2 separate regions of the Hordeum vulgare genome follow, and region 2 is linked to region 1. The links are chromatin contacts, called in public Hi-C maps. All regions are on one chromosome and are shown on one strand. Each heading gives the region's core, a stretch centred on a gene start, on an enhancer-like site or on the middle of the called end of the contact. The rest is flanking DNA. Distances are from core to core; before and after follow the strand shown.

Evidence for each region. Hi-C and Micro-C count contacts between places; a contact is called where the count stands out from the background.
Region 2: a contact with region 1 is called in a Hi-C map of leaf, with 4 times the contacts expected there. The contact joins two enhancer-like sites. A contact is called at or near these places in 2 of 6 Hi-C or Micro-C datasets (leaf and seedling).

What each region holds. Positions count from the first base shown.
Region 1 is chr6H:45,628,630-45,631,929 of MorexV3_pseudomolecules_assembly, forward strand. No RefSeq gene overlaps it. Among protein-coding and RNA genes, the nearest start is that of LOC123402024, 130 kb to the right of the region's middle. Within about 2 kb of position 1,757, at least 3 of the 3 cell types and tissues checked have open chromatin away from gene starts, as enhancers often do. A contact at or near this core is called in leaf and seedling, where this site is marked.
Region 2 is chr6H:45,973,437-45,976,736 of MorexV3_pseudomolecules_assembly, forward strand. No RefSeq gene overlaps it. Among protein-coding and RNA genes, the nearest start is that of LOC123405047, 68 kb to the right of the region's middle. Within about 2 kb of position 1,580, at least 3 of the 3 cell types and tissues checked have open chromatin away from gene starts, as enhancers often do. A contact at or near this core is called in leaf and seedling, where this site is marked.

The sequences.
Region 1 (3,300 bases), core at 507-3,006:
GTTGCAGACCCACTCAAACGCCAGTCTAATGTGGCGTTGCAGACCCACTCAAACGCCAGTCTAATGTGGCGTTGCAGGCCAGGCGTGAAACGCCATGGTCCATGGCGTTTCAGCACTACACATGTTGCTGGCAACATGCCGTGGGCTGGCTGGATGTCGTCGCTACATTCCATAGTGGGTCTGCAACGCCAGCACTGTTGGCGTTTCACAATGGGCCTGCAACGCCACATTAGACTGGCGTTGCAAGAAAGAAAAAACGCCACGGTAGACAGGCGTGTCACTGTTGGGCAGCAACGCCAGCACTGTTGGCGTTTCACAGTGGGTCTGCAACGCCCCTTTAGACCGGCGTTGCAAAAAAGAAAAAACGTCACGATAAACAGGCGTGTCACTGTAGGGCAGCAACGTCACGGTAGACAGGCGTTGCATAGTGGGGCAGCAACGCCACGGCTTGTGGCGTTTCTAAAAGGGTCAGATCGTGAAATGGTTTCAAGTCTGGTTCATTTTTTGTGCTCATGTTAGAAAAAAAAGTTAAAACAGTGAAAAAATGCATGATAGATGCTCTTACACCCCGTCATTTTGAACTTGTCTTGTCTCGTAGTCGTAGCTTAGCGCACATGACAAAGCCAGGGTATTGATCCTGTGGAGCACGCCGCCGGAGAGGGACGACTGAGACGCGACGGACACCGACCGCGACGCCACGGCACCTACCTCCACGGCTCGCCCTGCACTTTCTTCCTGAGTGGCGGCCGGGAACTCGTACCAGCCGCGTACATATACATGCACATATCGTTGCCGGCCCGTACGTGCTCGATACCGCCTCAGACATCTCGTTACGCACGTAACGAGGCTGGCTCGATCGGCACGTCCTACCTACCGACGTATAGTACGTGTGCACGCGCAGCCACGATCGAGATAGCCTGATCGCAGATGGGACAAGATGCATATATGCGGTGCGTACTTGCAGCTGCATGGGCACGTGGCGTTGAATCGATCTTGACATAGAAAAAACAGAGGAAACATGTTACTCTACTAGTAATACACACCCTTTTTTCTTTGGAGACCGGCACGGAAACGTTATTTTATGTGAAGTAGTACCACATACGATTCCGTGGCCGGGAAGCGAACGCCTCGGTAGGCGGGCTGCTGGCTGGTTTCGTGGCAGGTGGTCGGTACACGCAGTTTGACTATCAGTAGCAGGCACAACCATGCTTCATGTACCGGTGCACGTACGTACATCCGCTGTAGTGCTGTTCGCATGCCAGGTCGCTATTTCGCGCGGGCGTCTCGCCGAAATAGCAGCAGAGGTTTAGAACCGCCTTGTGTACGCACGCATGTACGTAAGTATATATCACCGTACATACGTCGACTCTCCAACCGCTGCAAATTTGTGCATGTAGGGGCAGCAGTAGTGAGTGTGACTCGAAAGCAACGGCCGTGCGTGCCTCCTGTTCCCAACATCTGTTTGTGCTGGAAAGGAATTAACGGGAAACTTCGAAGCAAGTTTTTTTTTCTCAGATCGAGCAAGCTGGTTTGAGTCGAAAATGATTAGGAGCAGGGCGCCAAAATGATGACGGACGCCGGGGCCCCGATCATCAGCTATCTTCCCCGTGCCCATATATACAACCACATGCTATGGTGTTAAACCACCCGAGCCCCCAATTATTCTCCATTTATTTGCTGCACATGGACATTAGCTAGCGTTTGTCCTAACAGGAAGAGACACGGAAGTACGCCGCCGGTACCGGGTCACCAAAGCGAAAAGGGACGCGACCCGGCCGCCGGTCCCGGCTGCTTATACCAAGCCAAACCAGCAAGATACTACATGCACAGGTAGCGGGCTGCTACCTGATTAATTGGCAGAAATCATGAGATTAGCATAACCTAATCTCCCTCTGCGGGACCGGGCCGGCGACGACGAGGAAACAATCAACGGCCTAGGAGCAGTTGATTAGACTAGAGTTGTTTTCGTGAATTGTTAATGAATGAGACAACAAATAAGAATTTGCATTCTGATTCTTTTAGCCTACTGCAAAAAAGTGAAGAAAATAACTAAAGCGGGAAAGAACACCTTGTCCATGACCCCGCCACCGCTTTCGCATCTCGCTTTATAATTATCGTTAAATTGCTCCGGAATTTTGAAAATCATACCTAACCCGAAGTTTTAATACGAGATGCTAATCCCATGGCGGTAACCCTGTTTCTCGCATCACCATCATGCAATTGTGAACTCAAGAAATGATCGGCTCATTTCGCACGTAAATAATTTCTCGAGTTTGAAGACGTCATTTTATATGAGGTCAAGTCAAACTCTATCAAATTCGGGCATAGGACGGATTTGGGCCCTATTTGCTAGGCTCGACAATCGAACCGGGCCAGGCTCATGCCTGGGATTTCAGTTGCGGGCTTTTTTTAGCCCGGCTCAAAGCCCAGCCCAACCCAGGATATGCCCATGTATAAGTCAAATTCTACTAATGATGGCTAACGTTCTGCCTTGCTCGACTAAAAATGTTGCCAATCTGTGAGGTAGTCAAATATATTGGCCATAGATAAATTACTTCGCGTGTAACTCTAATGTCAATGTGTGAAAGTGAAAATGTCATTTCAATATGTAGGTTGTAAGTCAAATTTTCCACTGCTACCTGCCGTTATCATCACTCCCATACCGGAGCCGGATAACCTTTGACAATGACAACAGAAAAGCATTCATGCACGAAAACACATTGTAATTGTAGTGCTGGGCGTTGACCTCTCGATTCGGTCTGAAGTATCCAACATCAAAATTCATTGGTGTGCGAGCATGACGAAAAACTTTCTCCTCACCGCCTGGAGAAGACAACAAGGTTTATCAAAGAAACCGGTGTAACCAAGAAGAAGGATAATTTAGGAGCATCTTCAAACGAACATCCTATATAAGTTCCAAATCTCCGGGCACCCTCACCGGTGACTGCCCGTAACGAAAATCCTGACCTAACTGGACTAAGAAATCCAGCCCAAACGTACGGGGTGTTCGACAAACCCCATACCCAGCCCGGTAACACCCATACCCATCCCATATTTGGGGCACATACCGGGACGCCCAAACGACCCCACACGTAGGGTTGTGGCCCCACTCTAGCCTGCCACGACCCCACAAAAACTCCTTTAACCCTAGTTCTTAGTCCACAATCGACCACTCCGCTCATTCGGTCTCCTTCCCATTTCTGCCCCATCCCCTCCCTCAATGTCCCATCCCTCCACCAAAGCTGCTTATACCAAACCAAACCAGCAAGATACTACATGCACAGGTAGCGGGATGCTACC
Region 2 (3,300 bases), core at 330-2,829, 340 kb after region 1:
ATATCATGCCCTTTTGTTTCATCCATACAAAGTTCGCACTTCTGGCAAACCACGCATCACACAACAATTAATCCTTCACCATTGAGTACTCCACCATCATGCTTGCGTCGAAGTAAACAACTAGAATGCCAAAAAAATCTTGATCGCATTTAGTTGAACACTTTCCAAGCGCGGTGTTTTCCATGGACGCCGTGAGCACGGGCGGAGGATACCTAGGTTGCGGACCATTCAAGGTGCAACATCAATGTAATCCAAGGTGGGCCGGCGCGTGGGTGGGGCTATGGTTGTCTGACAAGGTTTGGGCAACGGGTAGGGTGGTACAACAACGATACTGGACTGGGCGTGAGGGACAAAGCGTGAAAGGGCTCCGAGAGAGGGAGTTCGGGTGGGTCGGTGTGTCGGAATCCAACGTGGTGGGCTTCCCTAATCCCCCGGACCTTCCACGAGTTTGTTTCTAGTTTACCGGATTAAACGCACTCATACTGTGTCATGGACGTTTGCTACACGCTATTGGATGTTGGATGGCAAAACGTGTCCAAACCATGTGGTTCGTCATTTAGGGGCATTTTAGTGCATGACGTTGGAATTTCCCCATATTCCATACTTTGTTCATAGATTTTCTATAATTTGGTCCAAGTTAATTACAAACTTGGTTGTTCCTTTATAACTTATACTCCTTTCATTTCATAATCTAGTGCGTCCGTGCTTCTTAAGATTTAAGTTTGATTACAAATTTAATCAATGCGGACGATCACGTGAAAGCTGAAATTATACGATTGAAAACTCCCAACGCAGTCGCCCACATTAGTTAAATTTATGATAAAATTTAAATCTCAAAAAGCACGAGCGCACTATATTATGAAACAAAATGAGTACTAAAGAAAAGGTCCTCCATTTTACCCTTTTGCGTGGGTGATTTTCACTTTAAGTGGAACAATTCATTACACTTTTGACGTATTTCATTAAACAACCACGCTCGGCCCCTAATCTAGTATAAATCTTCGTCCACACCCATTCTTCCCTAATCTAGTCTTAACGCACAGGTGATGTTGGATGACAAACAACATCCGAACCACTCGATCCAAAGGTTGCGGACGATGGGATCCTTGTTAAAGATTATGTAAATTTCATGAAGTTTCGGCCAAATCGCACTAGCTCTACGTATATGGCCATGGGCAGCCCGGCTCGGTCGGCTCAAAAAATTCCGACCCGGCCCAGCCCGACCTTTCCCATGGGTCGGGCTCAGGCCTGGTAATCAAGCCCGGCAGTCGGGCCCCGCTTGGGTCCGGGCCCGTAAAGACCTGATTTTACGCCTACGACGGGCCGGATCTGACGGACCGATCCAGGCTTCTTTGGGCTCGGACCGGGCCTGGGTCCAAAAATTAGGCCCGACAGTCGGGTCGGGCCGGTCTCGGGCCTGGGTTTTGTAACATGGTTTTTTTAGGCCCGGCCCGGACCGAGAAATGGTCAGGTATAGCTCTACTTAAAATTGGAACACCAAAATTTAAAGCCTGCACAGAGCCGTGTCCCACGAACTCGCCATGTGGTCCTCGAGCTGAAAGGGGTCACACGCATATGTAATGTCATTATTCCATGATGATTTATTAAGATTCCGTAAATCGATCAATCAATCAGCTCGCCGTCGTCGTCGTAAGCAGATGGTGGGGACTGGGATGAGACATGAGAGGTCCCATGCAACCGACAACCTCAGATGCATCCCGGCTAAAAGCCCCCATGAAAATTAGTTTATGGTCAGTGGAACAGGGAAACAAGTAATGGCACTGCCATGGTCCACATGCCCATGGATTCTGGGGAACCACCCGTCACGCATCTCCAATTTGTTTTCTGGCCATGGCCTCTCGCGTGCCGGCGACCTGCAAACTACTCACACATCAAGCTTTTGCATACTCCGGCAACAATGGTTTCGCCTTGCGGGATCTAGATGGGTCCGCCGTGTAAGCGTCGGTACGGTAGCATGAGGATAAAAGGGGGCTTATCAGAATACAAAGCACGTTTCGACTGACCTAATTACGCCTCACTGGATACCCTGATGCTCGTATTTTTTTTAAATTTATGTTTGTTCATTGGCGATGTTCGTTTAGTGGGAAACAATGTTACTGTTGACTATGATGTCTTTATAATTACTTCGTTGATTTTAAGATGTATCGGCTCATTATTTCGAAGGTGTCCACAAGGATAGGGGTCAGTGTATGTTAGTCTCTTTTCTTGAATTTCAAGTGCCAAATGCATATACATCCAAATTCAACAATTTGGGTTGAATCCCAATATTGATATTCAATTCTGAGGCCTTGATTGTCTACACCCAACGAAGCCTAAGAGTTCTTCTTTATCGGATCTGTGTGGCCATACTTTTTTCTCGGATCCCATTTTTCTCATGCATCTCAAGAAGTTGAATCGGCTATTATTCAATGTGAAGATGAGGCACGTTTTCATTGCTAGATCAAAACATGTGATTAAAGTGGCCCTACAAATTAGGGCATTCCTGTAAAAATATTAACTTGCCAGCCCATTTCAAATTTCCTTGCAGCAAAGACATTGCAAGCCGGCAAATCATATTCCCTGCGTAGGACGCGGAACAGCAGGCGCACCCCCCTCGCGAGAGAGCCTGGTATATGGGCATGCCTAGTTCCGATTTCCTCCCCATCGGCTTTGGAAAGGTTCTACAACCTTCCACAAATTGCTTTTTTATGTTTCTTCTTTAAATGTTTTTCTATCTTTATTATTATTATTATTATTATTATTATTATGATTTACTCTTATATGTTTTATTTTTTTCATTTCATGACCGCTTCTAAATTTTGGAGCATTATTGAAACACGTGAAGATTTCCTGAATTCTGCAAATAATTCCAAATTCATGAAAAATTTCAACTTTGAAAACATATTTTAAATTTGGAAAAATTACGAGAACATTTCCGAATTCACGAAAAAATATAATCTAGTAACGTTTTTCAATTTCATGGCCACTTTGAAACTTCAAAATATTAGTCTAAATATACAAACAACTTTCACTTTAAAGTACATTCAATACGGAAATAATTTTCCAAATTCATGACATTTTAAAACATTTAGAACATTTTTTCAAATATGAGAAAACATTTCAGTTTCATGAAAATTTCGTGAAATTCAGGAACATTTCTAAAATTCGGAAGATACTTTCTTTCTATTTTTCTAGGAATTCATAACTTTATTTGAAATCTAAAATTATTTTTCAACTTCTTTAATTTTTTTTAAGTCCAGGAATATTTTTTAACTTCTTTAACTTTTTGAAATCCGGTAA